2 separate regions of the Mus musculus genome follow, and region 1 is linked to region 2. Evidence: chromatin contacts called from public HiChIP or PLAC-seq data. All regions are on one chromosome and are shown on one strand. The core of a region is the stretch at or near the end of the contact, and the rest is flanking DNA. Distances in the headings are between cores, read along the strand shown. Region 1 holds the start of Ston1 (stonin 1). Region 2 holds the start of Socs5 (suppressor of cytokine signaling 5).

Region 1 (3,566 bases), core at 87-2,586, 1.5 Mb after region 2:
ACAACCCAACATAGCATAGGTAGGGTTATGAGTTCTACCCCTGGCACCACAACGAATCAGGATAACAATACAACAGCAAACAGACAAGCTCCCCTCCCCCTCCCCAAACAATACCATTTAAAATCATAATGCCCTACCCAACTCCAAAGTTTTGTTCCTGTGAAGACCCTTCTTGGGGGCAGTTTGGTTTGCTCTCTGCTCACATGTGAGGGGAAGGAAGAAGAGACTGTAACCAGAGCAAGGGAACGATAGCACCAGCTCGGCTACCCTCCGCTCAGTGTGGACTTGCGCAGTGGAGGCTGGACTTGCGCAGTGGAGGCTGGACTTGCGCAGTGGAGGCTGGACTTGCGCAGTGGAGGATGAACTTGCGCAGTGGAGGCTGGACTTGACAAAGCAGGAGCGGGTGGTCGATAGAAGCCTTGAATCGTTATATTCTAGCTTCATCAGAGTCAGCTCCTGCTCTCCCCTGGAGCCCAGGGCCCCGTCTCCAGAGCTGGTGTATACACACAGTTTTTAGGTAGCCCCGAGTTTTCTCAGGCAGGCACTGTGAAGGGTGTGCAGGCTATGCCATCCTAAAATGAGGATGCAAACTTAAACACTGTTCACATTCTCTCAGGTCTTGATGGGCAGTTGGTGGGACGCTTTTAGAAGCAGGCTTTGAACTTGGTAGGAGTCTGGTCAGAGAGCATCTGTCACTACTCTCCAAACCGAGGAAGTGGACAGATAAGGAAAAAGCTTTAGAAGAGAGTTGGGAAATGGGGAGGCTAATGGCCACAAGGGAGGGATGGGCTGGGGAATGGAGCTGAGACCAAAGCTGATAATTTTTGAGGCTGGGAGACTAGGCTGTGGTTTAATATTGTGCAAATGGTATTTCCTGTCACATGAATAAAATATTGCACATCTGTGATTGAATAGTATGGGGTGCGCAACATATGTGCTCATAAAACGGCCCGTGCTGCCTTGGCCTTGGAGTGACCTAGATGGGGGCAAGGCGCGCACATGCTCCTTTTGTTTTCGTTTCAAACTCTTCAAGGGAAAACTTCCCTGGGACTGGTCACCACACCATCACAGCAAATTTTTTTTGAGGGGGGGGGGCGGGGAATTCTTCATAATGCCCTCACTGTGGGCTTGGCTTCCTGAGTACCAACCCTGAGGGTCCCAGCCCTCCCAGAGCACACAGGAGAGGCTTCACTGAGGCAGCCAGGGTCCATCTGGTTACAAAGTAGCTTTGGAGGAGTCTGGAATGCAGGAATCTGAGAGTTCCTTATTTGGGAGGGCAGCCAATGAAGCCAAGCGGATATTGACCCTAAGACATTCTTTCTTTAGATTGTTCAGCATTGTTACAGAGCAAAAAGCCAGAGTCAGAGAAGTTCAGCCTTGGTAAGAGCCCAGAGGCTGAAGCGGGAGTCTGCCTGACCATGACAATGGGGTACAGCTGATAGCTTCCAGGGATGGACGGCTTCAGCGTCTGTCCTCCCCCAACATCTGGAATGTATGGAGGAGTATACATTAGGGACCATGTAAAAGGAGTCTGTTCCTCTCCACACACCGGCAGTGACGTGGAGACAAAGCCACAAATGATCCGGAATGTGGCTTTACCAGCTGAAGGCCCCCGAGTCGGATTTCAACAATCTTCAGGAGATGGTAGAGCTTTGTACATTCCTTCCTTGAATGGTTTCTGAGGAAAGGCCAAGGAAAAGGAAGCTGGGCTAGAAGAGCTGAGGGCAAAGAACAGCAGAATAGAGGGACCCTGGGCCGTGCGGAGGGGACGGAAGGACTGTGTAAGGAGCAAGATAGAATTTGGGCAATTGGTGCACCAAGACTGCTCTGAAGGGCCAGTCAAGTAGGGACAGGAAGCAGGTTGGCCTGAGTTAATAAAGGTAGTCTCAGAAGTGAGCCTAGCCTGATCGTGGCTGGACTCTTGGGGTTGGGGGTTGGGGTGTTGCAGGGGTGTCTGTCCCAGAGTTTGCCTTTCCTAAAGCTTGTTGGTCCAAGACACCTGTGGTAGGTGAGAAACAAACTCTTTCCAGGCTCACCCTTCTTTAGTTCCTGGCTCTAGGGAGGGACCTCGGCAGCTGGGAGCTGTTTCCTTGAGGAAGGGTGTGGCAGTGACAACCTCCCTGCCAGGAGGTCAAAGGGATCTTGGGAGTATTGGACTTTGGCATCTAACAGACCTGGTTTCAGCCAGGTTCTGCCTCTTGCGAGCTGCGTGACTTTTGGCAAGTAGTTTAACCTCTCTGACTCCTCTGAAGCGCCGGGTGTTAAACAAGACGAGACCTATGTGCAGCTGTTAGACAAGAGTTGTTGGTAAATGTTTTGTTAGTCGCACTTTCTTCTTAATGCTAAAATTCAATGACTCTTTGAACTGCATGTGTGTGTGTGTGTGTGTGTGTGTGTGTGTGCTTAGAGCTTTTAGAAAAAGGAGAAAAGTCCACTTGAGGTTATTTTATCAACAATGTATGGAGTTCTGTACTTTTTGCCGGATTTTTGTAGAAAAAGTAGAAAATGTCTTTACAAATGAGACAGGATCTCTGCTTGATAAAGCTGACTGAAAGAACAGGCAGTGTTTCCCTCTGACTTGAAAGTTTATCCTGGGATAGTCTTAGAGATGATGTTTCATAGTAGAGCTTCGAACCTGCAAGGCATGTGATAATGTTATTGTTGAAGGTAAGGTATTGTTGCTTTTATCTTGTGTGTGGGTTGTATGTATGGTGCATGTGTGCATGCCTACATGTTTATCTATGTGAGTGCTGGTGTCAGTGCCCTGTTTTAAGTGTGGAGGCTGGAGAATAACCTGGGTGGTCCTCGACTTCCACCCAGTTTGAGGTAGGGTCTCTCATTTGCTTCTGTGTATACCAGGCCGTGTTAGCTGATTATTGAGCTTCCACTGGCCATAGGCATGCTGGGAACACACACACACATACACACACACACACACACACACACACAGACACACACACACACGCACCCACACTTACTCTCTCTATCTCTCTCTGTGTCTCTCTCTGTTTCTCTGTCTCTGTCTCTTTCTGTCTCTGTCTCTTTCTGTCTCTGTCTCTTTCGGTCTCTGTCTCTTTTTGTCTCTGTCTCTGTCTCTTTCTGTCTCTGTCTCTTTCTGTCTCTGTCTCTTTCTGTCTCTGTCTCTGTCTCTCTCTGTCTCTCTCCTTTCTGCTGTGCCTGGCTTTATTTGTGTTCTGGGGATTCAAACTCAGGACCTTATGCTTGCATGGTGAGCACTTTTCCCACTGAGCCATCTCCTTATTTGTGGTTATCTCTGTAGTACAAGAGTTTGATTTCTTAACTGGCAGAAAGAATAATGTATCTTTTTTTTTTTTAGCTTTGCTGTAGCCTATTCTGTTTCTAGCCCACCCTTTAGAACAGGGTAGGGGTAATTGCTGTGGAGATCCCCTAATTTGGAGGGGGTTAAACTCTTAGCAGATTCTGAATGCACTTGATAGATTTGTTGAAGGGGAAAAGGCTTGTGTCATGGTTTCCTGCAGCCCCGTTTTTCCTGATGTGAATAGCCAAACACAGCTACTTTTAACTTGCTCTCAAGTTCAGTCGTC
Region 2 (3,616 bases), core at 1,060-3,559:
AATGGAGAGACGGCGCTTAGCTCATACGATCAGTGGTCAGTGTGACACCATGAGAAGTGTGTCGGTCAGGTTTACAGCACTGCAATGATGAGCGTAGGAAGGCTAGCTGCCTTTCTCATAGAAAGACTGACAAGTTCACTGCCCAGGGGATGCAAGGCCAAGAAGGGCTGGGCCCTCCTACAACAATGAGCAACCAAGAAAATGCTGACAGACACATCCAAGAGCCAAGCTGATCAAGGTAGTCCTCCATGTGAGCTTCCTTTCAGATAATGCTGAGGTGTGTCAGGCTAACAGCTAAAGCTCACTAGAAGAGGGCAGAGCCTGTAGAACAAAACTGCTCGCATCCTGCACAGGAAGTGAAGCAAAAGGATGAGGGTCTCACAACTCACTATAACCCCCCTCCATGACCTAAAGCTTCCCACTAGCCTCTCTGTCTTTTAAAGGGTACACCACCTTCATGCCAAGGACCAAGAGTAATTCATAGGCCTGTGAAGAACATCCCAGGTCCAAATTATAGCAGATAGGGAGATGCTGGAGCAGTAAGAAAGTGGAGAGAGGCTTGTTCTCTGGTTCCAAGAGCTCTGGAGAGAAAGCTAATGTGGTACTGTAAAACAATACAAGGAACAGAGGAGGAGAAGGCTTGGGGAAGTTCGGAAAGTATGGGTTCCAATGTGGAACTTACTCCAATAGACAAGTAGAGCGGCTAAAAGCTGCTTAGGAATGCAGATCTGGCCCTCACTGACCGGACGCCGGACGTCCATCCGTGATTCTATCTGAATGGCTAGATCATCTCCTGTGCACTGTGTGCCTTCCAAATAAGAGGGCTGAGGGCCAGAACCTGCTACTCTCAAGGAGTCAAAGAGAACAGACAGTTGAAAAATAACTGAGAAAGCAATCTGAGGGTGTACAATGTTAAGAAAGGTAGGGTGGGGCTGAAAAGAGTCTAAGAAAAGCCTTCAAGAAAAAGGTAGTCTGCCGGTCCCACTGCAAAGCATTAAAGACTAAAGGTGGTCAAAAATCTCAATATTCAGCAGGTTGAAGTAGGAGCACCATTACCTAGAAGACAGCTTGGGCTACATATTGCGTTCCAAATCATGCTAGGCTATACAGTGAGACTGTTTCAAACAAACCGGACTAAGGTGTGTGTGACCCTATGTGTATGCCGCTGATAGAAGGACCACTTTGGGGAGATACGCAGGGGGAACAGACTACTGTATTTGAATCATGAAGTAAACAAGTCTTTTTGTCTGAGCACCGGAAAGTAGTATGTCTAAGAAGTGGCCAGTTAGCTTACGAGTGGTAACCACGGTTCTACACTTGATCTTAGCCAAAAGGCCAAGAAGCGGTGGTAACCACGGTTCTAAAGGGGCAGCTGAGGAGTCTCGCGGGTATCACAACCCCCCATTCACTTCTCTGTCCTTGCTGTCATTTCCACGGCCGGGGCGATCCACATAAAATGCAAGCAAAGAGAGGAAGCGACAACACCCCTCCCCTCGTGTATGACTCATCTTCGTGGCAGCTGAGAGCCTGGATAGGAAGAGTTGAATTCAATGAGGTGCCCGGTTTCCCGTTGAATATTGGAATTCAGTGACTCGGATGGCTCCATGCTGAAGGGAGCTAGGGAGACTCATTCACATTTTTTTCCTACCCGGCACTCGCAACCTCCATTCAGCATTTTCCCCTTGGTCTCCCTAACGGAGCCCAAAGGAACAAAGCTACTCCCCACCCGCACCTCGGGTTGACCTTCCACCCGAGCGCCCACCCCTAGCCCGTTCCACGGCCACGTGACCCTCTCCAGCCTCCTAGCCTCCCGGGCCTCTCCCCCTCCCCTCCAGTCCGAGCCCGCTTGGCCCCGCCCACCCCGCCCACGTGTCAGCCTCTCTCCCACCTGACTGGCTCCTCCCTCTTCGGCCGAACCCGGCCGCTTGTCTCAGCTGCCCGACTCCAAAATGGCAGCCGCGCACAGCACGCACCAGCGCGGCCGGACCTCCTTAACTCGCCGGCCTCCCCTCTTTAGCTCCCAGCCTCCCTCCTCCGGCCTTCACCTACCCGCCTCTGGATTGGCCGCCGGGAGTCCCGCCCACCTGGAGCCCCGCCTGCCATTGGTCACGGTAGGCTGCCCTTCAGAGAGGCGTGGCCCAGCCCGCCCCCCACCCCGGGAGGTATTTTCCATTCCGGTGGGGGGCTGGGGGGGCGGGGGGAGGGGAGAGGGTGACGAGGGGGAGGCGGCCGGGAAGGGGTGGGGGCTGGCGGGGGCATCCGGCCGAGCTGGGGTCCCCGGGCTCCGTCCGGAGGAAGCGAGGCTGCGCCGCCGGCCCGGCAGGAGCGGAGGACGGGACGCGCGGGCGGTCGCGCTCGCCCTGTCGCTGACTGCGCTGCCCCGGCCCATCCTTGCCTGGCCGCAGGTGCCCTGGATGAGGCCGCCGCGCGTGTCCCGGCCGCTGAGTGTCCCCCGCGGTCGCCCGGCGCCTGCCCTCAAGCGGCCGCCTCTCCTTGCCCGGGTCCCCGTTTTCCCCCGGCGCAGTCCTCCTCCGGTGGGCGCCTCCGCACCTCGGCGCAGGCGGCACGGCCCTCGGGCCGGGATGGATCCGCCGGGAAGAGGAAGACAAGCCGGGGCGTTGAGCCCCTGCGCACGGTGCCGCCGCGCGTAGTGGGAGCTTACTCGCAGTAGGCTCTCGGTACGTCTCGGAGGAATTGCTTTTCGGTGGGAGTCGGGACACCTAAGGGGAAGAAGGGGTCGTCTGGGGCCGATAGGAGGGCATTCGTCATCGGGGTCGTGGTGGGTCGAGACTGGGTGGGGGAGGTCGTCGGTGCCCACTGCCAAGGGTAGAGGGGGTCCAGGCAGGTCACCTAAGAGCTCCATAGCTCCGACCTGAGGGTCCTCAAGGGCGACGATAAAAGGTCTACCGGGACGTGAAGGAAGGACCGGGGAGCGTGGATGCGGGAAAAGACTGGAGCATCTCTGGGGGGTTTAACCTGGGGTGGTTATTACAGGATGCGGAGGCGGCCGCAAGGAAGACCCCGCTCCAAGTCCTTGAGCTTTTAATAAATGGTTCTTTGGTGCTGGGACTTGGGCATTCGAGTAGCTGAAGCGGAGTGAGTTTGTGGAGAGGGAGTTGCATTGACAGAAGGATGCTGAGGAACAACGTGAATACCCTTGGTTTGGTTCTCAACTTTGAAGGCTATGGGGGTCAGCCACGAGCTTTTGGCATTTTTTTATTTTGGTGTTCCAAGCAAAAGGTGGCTGGCTGCTGGACTTCGTCAGTGATTCCTTATTTTAAATTGTATGTATATATTTGATGGGGTTGGGCAGTTACCAGTTCTCCTGGACATTCTTCCAACTACACCTTGACATTCTTACAGCAGCTTCTCATCTACACCGGAGGCCTGCTCCTTTCAAAGTTAACACTAGGCTAGACTGTCCTATTACGATTTACTGACATTTATCCTAGAAGACGATTAAGTCATGCTTGCTTTTAACTGTTTCTTTACAGGGCCGTGTAAAATTGAACTGCATGTTCTATAGAAGTTTAAAAATGGTTTCTCTTTAAGGAATGAAATGAAAAAGATGCTGGTGTTAGAAGGCTCTGCTAAAATGAGCTCGAGTGTTCTAACA

What was found. HiChIP or PLAC-seq counts read pairs in DNA pulled down with a chosen protein or histone mark.
Region 1: a contact with region 2 is called in an HNF4G HiChIP or PLAC-seq map of pancreatic cancer cells. The contact joins the promoter of Ston1 here to the promoter of Socs5 in region 2. A contact is called at or near these places in 2 of 39 promoter capture datasets (liver and pre-B cells) and 1 of 115 datasets of contacts at active chromatin or transcription factors (pancreatic cancer cells).

Annotation. Positions count from the first base shown.
Region 1 is chr17:88,625,219-88,628,784 of GRCm38.p6, forward strand. Ston1 (stonin 1) reads left to right here and starts at 1,337. Exons shown (of 4, transcript NM_029858.2): 1 at 1,337-1,644. It overlaps Gm31704 (predicted gene, 31704), which reads right to left and starts at 281. Exons shown (of 3, transcript NR_166677.1): 1 at 138-281.
Region 2 is chr17:87,105,370-87,108,985 of GRCm38.p6, forward strand. Socs5 (suppressor of cytokine signaling 5) reads left to right here and starts at 2,310. Exons shown (of 3, transcript NM_019654.2): 1 at 2,310-2,678. It overlaps Gm30510 (a long non-coding RNA gene), which reads right to left and starts at 1,978. Exons shown (of 2, transcript XR_877091.1): 1 at 1,889-1,978.